Regions from separate parts of the Mus musculus genome. Here region 1 is linked to region 2. Evidence: chromatin contacts called from public Hi-C data. All regions are on one chromosome and are shown on one strand. The core of a region is the stretch at or near the end of the contact, and the rest is flanking DNA. Distances in the headings are between cores, read along the strand shown.

What was found. A called contact is a pair of places that touch in the nucleus more often than the background predicts.
Region 1: a Hi-C map of the N1E-115 cell line shows a contact between it and region 2, with 8 times the contacts expected there. The contact joins two enhancer-like sites. A contact is called at or near these places in 2 of 484 Hi-C or Micro-C datasets (the N1E-115 cell line and embryonic stem cells).

What each region holds. Positions count from the first base shown.
Region 1 is chr17:56,808,338-56,814,165 of GRCm38.p6, reverse strand. The region is part of intron 1 of Rfx2 (regulatory factor X, 2 (influences HLA class II expression)); the gene reads left to right. Among named protein-coding and RNA genes, the nearest start is that of Gm41604, 17 kb to the right of the region's middle. Within about 2 kb of position 3,610, at least 129 of the 459 cell types and tissues checked have an H3K27ac peak or open chromatin away from gene starts, as enhancers often do. A contact at or near this core is called in the N1E-115 cell line, where this site is marked.
Region 2 is chr17:56,356,584-56,362,567 of GRCm38.p6, reverse strand. All of the region lies in intron 5 of Kdm4b (lysine (K)-specific demethylase 4B), which reads right to left. Among named protein-coding and RNA genes, the nearest start is that of Gm32715, 29 kb to the left of the region's middle. Within about 2 kb of position 1,892, at least 77 of the 459 cell types and tissues checked have an H3K27ac peak or open chromatin away from gene starts, as enhancers often do. A contact at or near this core is called in the N1E-115 cell line, where this site is marked.

The DNA of each region.
Region 1 (5,828 bases), core at 2,361-4,860, 450 kb before region 2:
ACTCTTAATTCCTGTGTTTCTAGGGTCTCTATCTGGGCCACTCTGATGGCTGACAAAGCAGAGCAGAGCCCCCAAAACACTCCCACTCGGGACGGGCTGGTGTTGGAACCTGAACCCAGAACACTCTGATCCCCTGTGCTGGGATCCCCCCTGACACTGGGATCCCAGAGTGATCTGATAGGGTACACCAAAGATGCTGGGGCAGGCTCACGACAGGTGCCTCTTGCAGGCCGCTTTCCAGCCCTGGCTGGATCAGGATCAGACCCACCGCCCTCCTACTCCTCCCTGTGGCTAGGGACAGGGACTATTTCCCAGGGCCCCGTTGCTGAGGTAAACACTGGCCTGAGTTCTGTTCAGACACCCTGCCCCCACAAGAAGCTATAAATCCAGACTTGGGAGCAGGGCTGCTCTGAGGGGATTTGGCTGCCACCTTTACTTGGGTCTCGGGTGCTCCCACGATGCACCCTGGAGCCTGTCACTAACTTCCTCTGTACATCACTCACCCCCTACTTTTCAGAAGACTATCATTTGATGCTGAGTGGCTACTGTCTCAGCGGTTTGTTTGTTTGTTTTTGAGCAGGGTCTCTCTGTGTAGCCCTGGCTGTTCTGGAACACAATCTATAGAGCAGGCTGGCCTCGAACTCAGAAATCCACCTGTCTCTGCCTCCCAAGTGCTGAAATTAAAGGCGTGCGCCACCACTGCCTGGGGGCCCAGTGTCCCAGCTATAGTGACTCAGCTTGTGTCTGGGACATTTAAAAGAATTTCAACAGGTTTCTGAACTTTCAGGGTTGCTCCCAGCACTGAATGTGACAGTGTCCTATAAAAATGGAAGCAAGCTCGGTGTATGAAAAACTGAAGGACAAGCCAGCAGCTCTGCTCCATCATACCCAACCCATGGCTAAGATCTAGTGCTCTCTGTGCAGTGGCACGTGCCTGTCACCCCAGTGATTGGGAGGCAGAGAGGAGAGAAGTAGAGTCCCTGGAGTCGAAGCCCAGCCTCACCGACATCATGAGCTTGGGTCAGCCTGGGCTGTGTGAGCTCCTGGCTTATAAGAGTAGACACACAGCACCTTTTTAGTGGATTATCTTACATGTTCTATTTATGTGAGTGTATGTATATCTTCACAGGCATGCCATAGCTCACTTGGGTGGGTCAGAGGGCAGCTTTTGAGAATTGGTTCCCTCCTTCCACCATGTGGATCTCAGGAATTGAATCAGGACATCAGAGCTCAGAGCCATCTCATTGGGCCTAACTGCTTTTTGTTTTTTAATTTCCCATGGAAGTGCTTGCTTTGCCACTTGAGTAAACACTAGCTATACCCTCCCCCATCATCACCAGTCTCAGAGCCCAGAAGATGCTGTGGGGCAGAGGGAAGACCTGTGAGCTGTGCTGTGACTGCCCACAGGCAGGAGGGATGGGGGACAGTGCCTCCTGCTCCATCTTGTCCTTGGCTGTCAGCTGCCATCCACAGTTTGGTTCCCCTGGTCAAGGTGCAGTGAGCAAGAGGAAGGGATGATGGGACCAGGACAGAGCACAGGTCCAGGTGGGCAGGAGGGAGTGGCGTAGCTTCAGGCCTCAGGGCTGTACACTGTGGAGGAACCCATAGTGAGGCATAAGGGAGTTAGTCAGGGTGAACATGCCTTGAGCCTCGTGTGCAGTGAAAACCAGAGCTAGCCAGTTTCCTGGGACCCAGGGTGCAGCTACAGACAGGCATCTGTCTACAGGGACAAAATGGTGCTGTCCTGGGAGTGACTGAGCCATGTTAGGTGGGCACTGTGTGTCTGTGCATGTCCATGTGACACCTCTGACACCCACTCCCTGAAGGCAGAGCACTGTCAGCCGCCAGCTCTACCCCAGTCCCAAGTCACCACCTTGGTAACTTCCGAGCACCCGGACATGACGGGTGAGTTTACTTTCCCCATGTAGACATAAAACCATGGCTCTCCACTCACATGGGGTGAGTTTATTCCAGAGCAAACTTGAGAATCCAGGAGCACAGAGTTAGCTGACCTCAAGTTCCTCATTTGAGCATGAAGGCTATTCAGTGGAGCTTTGCCATAATGGGACAAAGCAGTAACTGAGGATGCACTACGTTCCCTGCTGGAGACCCCAGTGTCAGCCACCGCACAGGACAGAAGTACAGCTGCGGGCCTCAGACACCCTGAGGACTCAGCCTCTGGGCTGGTGGTAACTGGGGTTCTCTAAGTGATAACATCCCAGAGGGTTTTTATCTCTAGTCTAGATGTTAAGTCTGATACAGAGGAGTGAGAAATGGCTACTTAGGAGGCTAAGGCTAGCCCGATATAAAGTGAATTAGGCCCAGGACCTGCAGCATTCCAACTCCCCAGTCACTGAAGTTTCCGTCTGTCACTGGGCCTCTGCAGGCACAGGTCCTTCCCAGAGCTGCTCCCTTGTGACAGAAAGCAAGCCGTGTGACCCCTCTGAAACTCTTATTTCTTTGTTGTATTTATTTGTTGTGTATGAGTTGAAGGGTACTTGTATCACAACTTGCATGCCAAAGGACAGCTGGCATCCATCATGGGCCTGGTTGTCAGTCTTGGTGGCAAGTGCCTTGACCCACTGAGCCCCCTTGTAGGCCGGAAAAAGAAATGGAATGTGAAGATTCACAGTGGGGAACTAGTTGCCAATTCCAACTGGAAACCCACCTGTGCCAGAGGCAAACTGATGGGGCTCAATAGGCGGTTCCATCCCCTGCACCCCTTAAATCATGTGTGGTGACGGCTATCACACACTGCAGCCCTGGAGAAGTGGAAGCTGGAGGTTAGGAGTTCAAGGCCAACCTCAGCACTCAGTGAACTCAGGCCTACTGGAGACCCAGTCTCCAAATGGCAAAAACAGGGCTGGCTTCAGGCACTGCAAAAGTTCAGCTGAAGGAAATCTTACAAGGGTGGCCGGCACTTGGCAAGGGCGCCCCCGCCCTTGGACCTCTGAGCCCTCTCTCCACTCAGTGTGTGGGTGTCTGTGTGAGTTCAACCTCAGGCTTCAGAGGGTTGATAGCCAGAAAATGCTGAGTTTCTTGGTATCCCTGGGGACCCTGACCCTTCCTGGGGACATGGGTGACTGTCACACAGTGTGACTGGCATGAACAGTGCTCAGCTCTCTCAACCCTGATGAATACCAAGAGGCAGGCAGTTCAGGGGCATGGAAGAGAAGAACTCAGTTCCACAGTGGGGAGGGAGACAAGATGCAGCCACCATGGCCAGCCGCTACAGTTGCCAGCATCACCTTCAGGTCCATGCTAAGCAGGGCAGCCCCCAGCACAGGTCACCAATGCCCAGTGTCACACACAGGCCACTTACTCCTGAGACCTCAGGTCACAGGGAACCAAGAGAACTTGTCTGTAGGGGAGCTGGAGTGTGGGCCCATCTGGCTGGACCTGTCCCCCTACTCAGAGCAGGGATACAAATTGCATTGGTGGGTAGGACTCAGGTGCCAGTCTTGCCACCAAGACTAACAAAGACCAACTGAGGCTTGATTCCCCCACAGCAGAGCTTAACCAAGTGGCAAGTGACAGAGTCACAGCACCCCTGGATGGGTGGATAGAGGGGTGGGGATAAAAGAGAGAGAAATTGCTTAAGGTCACAGTGAGTCAGGACAGCCAGGAACCCAGCCCAGAAATGGCTCACAGCCTCCCTGCCCTTCCTTGCCTGCCCACTTGTTGCTAGGCAACCCAAGATTTTTTTTTCCCCCTGTAAACAAAGGGCGCTTCCCCAGCAGATCCACCTGGCGCCAGGCCAGACCCCAGCGCACTGCAGCCTGTGCCTGCCTCTTGGAGTCCTTGGAGACAGCAGGAGACTGGCCACTGCAATCTGCCATCCAGCAACTCCACTTGGGCACTCTGTCAAGTTCAAGGTCAAATGCACAGACTGGATTAGAGGCTGGTCTTGGGGAGACTTGAGGCCTTCTTTTGGACCATTGACTGGCAGTATGTGGTAGAGCTGGGTCACCAGGGAACCATGAGCCAGGCTCAGAGAGGCAGGATGACAGAGTGCTCTCAGGTTCCTGAGACCCCCATAGGGGAGGAAATCAGGTGAGGACAGGTAGAGAAAGCCAGGTCCCCCCAGGAGAGAACTCAGGAGAGGCAAAGAACCAAGCAGAGAAGCAGAGGGCCAGTGAGCAAGACTCCCGTGCCCAGCAAGCTCAGCCACACCATTGCTATTGCAGTCCTTCCAGCCAGTACACACCAGAATGCACAAGCACACACACACACATTCACCCATGCAGCAAATGCATGCACATATACGTACACACACATTCGACACACCTAACTGTAGCTTATCAACCTCAGTTTGACATCTGTGGCCTTCCCTTATTGAATGACAACCTTTAACTTTTTCACTTGACTCAGATACATCCCAGCTTCTCTCTGGCTTGCCAGCCACTAGTGTCATCCCGAGGTTCAGGTGGAATGAGGAGAGGAGGGCACACTTGAACTTCAGCTCTGGGCTCCTTGACAGTTGATCCCACAACCTGGGCAGCTCCTGAGTGAGGAGGGTGGTGCATACTGTGAGGACTCAGTAGCCACAGAGGACTCCCATGCTGAGTACAGGGACAGAGAGACCCAGCCTGGGCAGGGGACATGTTCCACGTGTCCCTCAGGGCTAGTACCTGTGGGCCCACTGAACTTCCCTCATGGAAACCTCATGCACCATGCAGCAGTACCAACAACAAACCCACCAGCCATCACTGGCTGTTATCATCTCTCCCACCTGAGACCTGGGCCACCCCAGCCCATCTTAGTACTGGGACCAAAGACATGATCAACCACACCTAGTGTGTGTGTGTGTGTGTGTATGTGTGTATGTGTGTGTTTCTGTCTGTCTGTCTGTCTGTCTGTCTGTCTGTCTGTCTCTTTGTATGAATGAGGTGTCCATTGTTCAGACACGGAATGGAATGGAAGCAACTGGGTGTTACTAGATTTGTTCATTTCAGACATTCTTGTGAGTCTTTGGTGACAAGTTTTGTTTCATACAGAGCCTCCCTCACTCAGTAGTCCAGGCTGCCCTGAAACTCACCTTGTGGCCCAGGCTGGCCCATGAACTCCAGGAACACTCCCCCTGCCCCATCTCCACCTCCCATCTCACAGTCACTGAGACTCCAAGATTCTTACTGGGTTCTGGGCTCAGAACTGAGAGGTCCTTGAGCCTTTGAAGGACTCTTTGCTGACTGAGCCGTCCTCCCCTCTGTCGGATTAAAACACTGAATTTGATTTATTCATTCATCAGCTTAGTTACTCATTCCAGTGTGTGTATACACAAAAGATTTTTCTTACAGAATACTTTTTGTTTTATGTTTGTAGCCCAGGCTGGCTTTAGACTCCTCATCTTGAACTCCTTACGCTCCTGCCTCCCTCCGCTTGTGTCCTGAGCCACTCCAAGTGCCTTCCCTCTGGAAACCGCTACACTGACGCGCATCACTGTACTGCGTGGTTCTGGCTCCATCTAGTGATCACCAATGGGGCAGCACAGGCGGGTGCAGAACCCAGTGTCACCAAACAGGGATTCATCCCCTCTTCCTGTGGGCACTCTATGTCATAGGCTGTCTCCAGTGACTGTTGAGACAGGAGCTTATTGACTGAATCTGAGACCGGGGTCCTCCTGCCCCTCTCCGCTTCTGGGGCTATAGGCACAAACACCAAGCCTGCTTTTTACATGGGTTCTGTGGATTTGAACCTGGGTGGTCACTGTTGGTGCAGTGGTCGCTTTCTTCTTGGAGCTGCCCCCTGCCGCCATCAGTGATCATGGCTGCTCAGCTTCAGGGCCATGGGCTGCAGGTGTGTGACCCCCCGACACCTCACCACCACTC
Region 2 (5,984 bases), core at 643-3,142:
ACAGCAGGCCTGTGGTCACCCAGGTCTCTCTGAGGTCTGTCCACCTGAAAGAGGTGTGACCTATATGTGGACATCCCAAAAGTCACCAGCAGGTGACTGAGCCTGAGACAGCCTGCAAAGGTGAATTCCCAACAGGAAGTATGCCAATCAAGCTTTTACATATGGTTGGAGAGAAGACTGAACCGTTTATACAAAGTTCAGCAATGGCCTTTCCCAGGCCACGCAGCCCAGGGACATGGAGTGTATGGAGTTCAAAGACAAATGGGGTAGCTCAAGTCCTCAAGCCAGGACAGCAGCACTGTGTGCAGAGAGGGCAATGGGACTTCAAGGGCTCCTGCAGAGCACAGCAGTTCACCGCACACATGGAGAGTACACATGAACACACACCTAGGCCCCCATCCTTCGTTCCACAGTAAGAAAGAGGGGGTTCCATGGCCTACCGGGAGCCTGCAAAGAATTCAGTGGCTCAGGGATAAAGAGATGGCCCAGTAGTTAAGAGCACTGGCTAATCTTCCAAAGTACCTAGATTCAATTCCCAGCACCCATATGACAGCTCACTCCAGTTCCAGGGATTGGACAGACACATATGCAGGCAAAACACCAATGCACATAAAATAAAAATAAGTCATTATTAAAAACTCATTGGGGTGAGTCTGGCCTCATCAGGAGATGGCCCCTCCAAGGTCAGGGCTGCAGAAAGCAAGGGTGTTCCCACACAGCCTGAAGGCAAGGGGCTACTGTAGGCTGCCTAGAGAGCCCAAAGGGTTCATACACTCCACTTCTGAGCCACAGAGCCCCAGGCACACAGATACCACAGAGCCCACGCTCCATCTGTGATTCCTCTCCAGGAAGAAGGAAAGGAACCAGGCACCCTGAAAAAGAGACAGTGTTGGGTCCAACTGTCGGCCTAGCACAGGGCCACCCTGCTTCTTCCTCTCTTGACTTCTCTGAGAATTAAAACATTTAATTTTAGAGTTTATTTCACCTCAAAGTACAGTGTGGCAGACATTAAAGAATGCCCTGCTGGGAGAGAATACCCAGGAGACGACCTGAGCCACACAGTCAAGGTCAGCATTAGCATGGCCAGTCTGTGATGGAGGGACCACAGACACTATACTCCACATCACCAAGGCCAGCGAGCAAGAAGGAAAGTGGGAAGTCAGATAACAGGCTGCCCAGAGGAGCTAGGAGGACTGTGTAAGACACTGAAAACTCTGCATAGCGCATGGTCCACTCCTGGGAAAGCTGCAGTGCTGGCTCACCATAGACAGATCCACCTGCACTATCAGGTAAAAGAGGGAGGAACAGGAAGAGGGAGGAAGAGGACAGAGACAAGGAGGAAGAGGACAAAGAGGAGGAAGAAGACAGAAAGTAAAAGAAGTAGACAGAGAGAGGAAGAGGAAGACAAAAAGGGAGGGGAGGGGGCAGGGAGAGGAAGACAGAGGAGAGAGGAAGAAAGGAGAGAAGAAAGGAGACAGAGAGGGGGAGGAAAAGGGTGGTGGAAGGGAGAGGAATCCCCAACCAAAAAAAGTAGGCCATATAAAAACCAAAGAGAAAGAGCTACGGGCCACCACCCCAGCTCACCGTTTGGCTCAAGAGCCCAACTCAGCTCCAATTCCCCAAGTCTGTGGGGTGGGGAGGGGCTCCTCACAAACTGCTGCAGGCTAACAGCCCTGATTCAGGCAAAGAATACAGAAGGCTTCCTGCTCAGCATTGCTTACAGAGCTCTGCAGCCCAGAAGCAAACTCTTTAAGTGAAGACAGAAAGGCAGGGGAGAGTCAAGTGGGACCCTGTATGAGCCCCAACATGCAAATGGTGTGCTGGCTGCTCTGACCCTCAGATCCTGGGAACACAGCTGCGAGGCAGGGCCTGCCACAGCCAAGTCTTCGGCAGGCCTGGTTGTGGAAAGGACAAAGCAGGACGGCTCATCGAGCTAATGGGCACAGGCTGTGACTCAGAGCTGCACCCTGCCGTGTGCACCAGATTCCCTGAAATTGCCCGTCATCATCAGAGCATCGTGGTGGCTAATGACACAGGGCTCATCTTGCATGCCAGGGGCCCAATGCCCCAGTTCAAGCTCAGGCACGTCACAAGCCTCAGTTACTTATCTGGCTGCAGTGGTGGCTGAGATGTACAGCAGTCTCAACAAGCGGAAGGCCAGAACCATGGCATTAGGGTGACAGAGCAGCTGTGGCCAGAGTGAGGCCAAGGGCCCAATGACAAGGCAGCAAGGGGTACTGGGCCAGGAATAACACAATTGTCCCTTGCTAGCTTCTGTGTGTCTGGACCAAGTGGTTGCGATGGCTGGAGAGCCAAGCCCCACAGGACAGAGCTTTGAGTCCAGCTGGAGAATGCCCCTGGCTGGCTCTCAATCACCTTACATTTGGGGTCTCCTGGCTTCTAGTCCTGAGGGAGGGAACACACAGTAGCCTGTGGACTGACTTCACATGCTTGCAATGTCGGAGACAACATAGGTCAGGGGACATGGAGTGATTGCATCCTTGGGACAGAGGCCAAGGCCATCATTGAGATGTGGACTGGGTAGAGAAAGATCCTGCCACAGCCATACTTGGTGCATTAGCAACACAGCCACAGAGCCTGTTGTTAGGCTCTACAGCACAGGGCAGCTACCTGGGACAAATGTCACCCTTGGAGGAGGTTCCTTCTATAGAGAGCTCTGCAATCTCATAAACCCCAAGGACAACTGAGGACAAGCACCATGGCCAGGTGCTCTAGAGAGGACAGAGTGGCAGTGCAGGGACCATGAAGAAGTCCCCCATCCCCACTCCCACCCCCCCAGTGGTGATGTCCCCACACCAAGAGACCATCACAGTCACTGGCTTCAGGTCAGAGCAGGGACAGCAGCAGCTCACAGACTTGCACACATCAGTTCAACTCAGACATTGTGGGGCATCTGCCTTTCCAAAGCACTGCAGGGAATACTTGGCACATGGAAAGCATCCACCTCCCAGGTGTCTACCACACAGTAGAGGCAGGACAAGGGAGGGACCAGCAATGTGAGCCAGATAAGAGACAACCACTCCAAGCTGCGCTGCCTCCTGCTGGCTTCATCATCAGAGGGATCTGGCAGCTCAGCTGACAACTGGAAGGAACCACCCTCACAGGTGCAGAGAGTTAGGGTAGGGCACAAGAACCATCTTTGCTCCCTCAGTATGGGGGCTGCAAGGCACTCAGAAGCCAGTGCCATACCAGCTGATAGAGATCCAAGCCAGGGCAGCTCTCCAGCAGATCCAGCCGTCCTTTGGGGTCTTAGAGGGCAATTGATGTAGGCTACCTTCCCTAGGCTAGGCTAAAGGGTCTGACTAACCATAGTGGTCATAGCAGATTACACAGGGTGGAGGGGGAAGCACGACTGGGAGACCTTCAAATACAGGCCTCCTCATTTCCCATACAAGGCACTGTCCTTGGAAGCCTTATAACAGCTGTACAGTGTGCCCACTCCTCCAGAGACCCCAGTGCAAGAACAGCTTTCTATAGAGAGCATGAGAGCCCACCGCTCCTTCAAGTGCCACCTGCAGGGGCAGCTTCTGGAAGACTAGACAGAACCTGCCCAGGGCAGCACACACCCCCACCTTCAGATTCCTTGACCCTCAAATCACACCAGTCAAAGCTGCAACAGATGCAGAGAACCTTCAGAAAATACTGCAACCTGCAGATATCCTCATGTATCCAAAACCCAGTATGGTGCTGAACCAGAACACAAAACATAGACTGGACTAGAGGATCTGATGGAGGAGGGGTTGCAACAGTTCCCTCTGAGAGTAAAGCATTCCATTTTGCAGAGATGCATTTTAAACAGGAAGGTAAGCAACTAAAAACAGCTTCAGGAAGTCCCTGAAACCAACCAGCTTCACTTGGCCCCTCCCTGTCAGAGTGAGCACTAATAAAGCTGAGCTCAGGAAACCAGTCTGCCTGGAAGATGCTCAGACCAACTGAGGCACTGGAAAGGACAGTCTGCATCCTGACATCCTCCCTGCAGGCTGTGCGGTGAGCATCAGGTTCTCAGCTTTCTGAGCTGTCACTCAGGCCTTGGTGATGCAGCTGTCTGTGAGTCATTTCTGCTCCAGTAGGTGACCCCTCATGCATATGCCTGTCAGTGACCCCAATAAAACTCATGGCACCACGCTGGACTTTGGTGGTGCCCATACTAGGAACTGTCATAGGCTCTGTTAGCATTCCTTCTAGGCTTTGCCCAACAGTCACCTGGCAACAGCCAAGTAGCCTGGCTTCCTATAAAAGGGGTTGTGTGGTCTCTTCTTGATCTCTCTGACTATCTTTTCTCCCTGACCCCTTTCTTTCTCTCTCCCCGTGTTCCTGGCCAACCTCTTCTCTTCTTCTCTCCCTCTCCTCTCTCTCCTCTTTCTCCTCTTCCTCCTCTTCTTCTTCTTTCTCCTCTTCTTCTTTCTCCTCTTCTTCTTCTTTCTCCTCTTCCTCCTCTTCCTCTTCTTCTTCTTCCTCCTCTTCTTCTCTCTCTCTTTCTCCCTCCCTTCCTTCCTCCCCTCTCTCTTCTCTGTCTTTCTCTGACTCTACTCCCTTCTCAAATTCCCTTCCTATGCCCTAAATAACCCCTATTCCTCACTCTACCTATATGGCTGGTACTTTAGAAAGAAGAGATGTTTCAGTATGGGCCCAGAGGCACCCCTCCCACCTCTACTGTGCTCTACAAAACACATCCTGGCTCTCCTTTTTGTATAAAATACAACAGGCTTCCTACCTGGAGAAAGGCACAGTCAAGGAGCCTGCTAACTGCAGCCAGGAAGCCAGTGGGAACAGTTGCCTCACTCAGAAAGGTGGGAGTGCCATCTAGTGGTCACCAGGAGTGGGACATCCTGCTTATATTCTCACACACAAATACACTCAACCACACCTGCTTAGGCAGGCAACAGCTGCACACATATAGTGACTTGCAGCAGGAGTAGCCATTGATTTGGTTTAGATCTGTGGGTGTCACTGGCCCTGCGTAAATCACGAGGAACAGGTCCTTGCCACTGCCACATCACTTCTCATGGGATCCCTGAGCCCCAAGTGTCAGCTACCATAGCTGCCCTCCACAGAGGTGGGAGCAGAGCACCATGGGAGGAGTCACATGGCTGGACAGGTCTACACAGAGGACGATGTCACCAGAGGCTAGGGGGCCACACTGGGGGTTGAGGACACAGACAGGGATATTGGGAGTTAGAATTCGGTGTAAGTGTGTAGCTCAACCACCCCAGAGGGGCCCACAATGAGCATGGTCCAAGCAGGGTTAACTGTAGAAGAGAAAGAAGAGAAGCACAGGAGACAGGCCTGCAGGATCACCTGTGAGCTTATCTCGACTGTGCTACCTGAGGACAGAAGACTGCACCATCCCTTGGGTTGGGATCCTGGACCACAAATGAGGAGAGGGAGCTGCAACAGCATCCATCGAATCCCCTTCCTGTCATGTGACCGATTCAGCTCCTCCCCTTTATGACAGTAGAGTCAGGCAAACCCTTTCTCCTCTTGTCAGGATTTTGTTACAACAGGAAAAGCAGCTAAGAGCCAGGGCCGACAGAGTGCTGCCCACACATCCCTGACCTCCCAGAACCAACAGAGTTCACCTCCCCATGCACAGGGAACTGAGCGTATGGGGGCTGTCCTGGATGACCAGCGTCACCACAAAACCCTCAGACAGAGGCAACACAGTCAGAGGCAGCCTGGGAGACGACTCGTGGCCAGGACTGAAGGAGGAGAAAGGGTGCCCAGGGCCAAGGAATGCAGGACCTCTGACCCTGGGACAGCGCAGTGCATAGCTCCCTACGGCTCTGGGAACCAGAAAGCAGACACAACACTAACGGAATTTCTCACCTCTGTAACTGCAAGGAAACAGTTCTGGGACCGACAAGACATGAGAATGTCAAAAAGGGAAACGGGTTTGGGGGTACATTTTCCCATCCAGCTAGGCCATCAAAGGCATTCATATCAACAGAGCTGTGTCTTCCAGG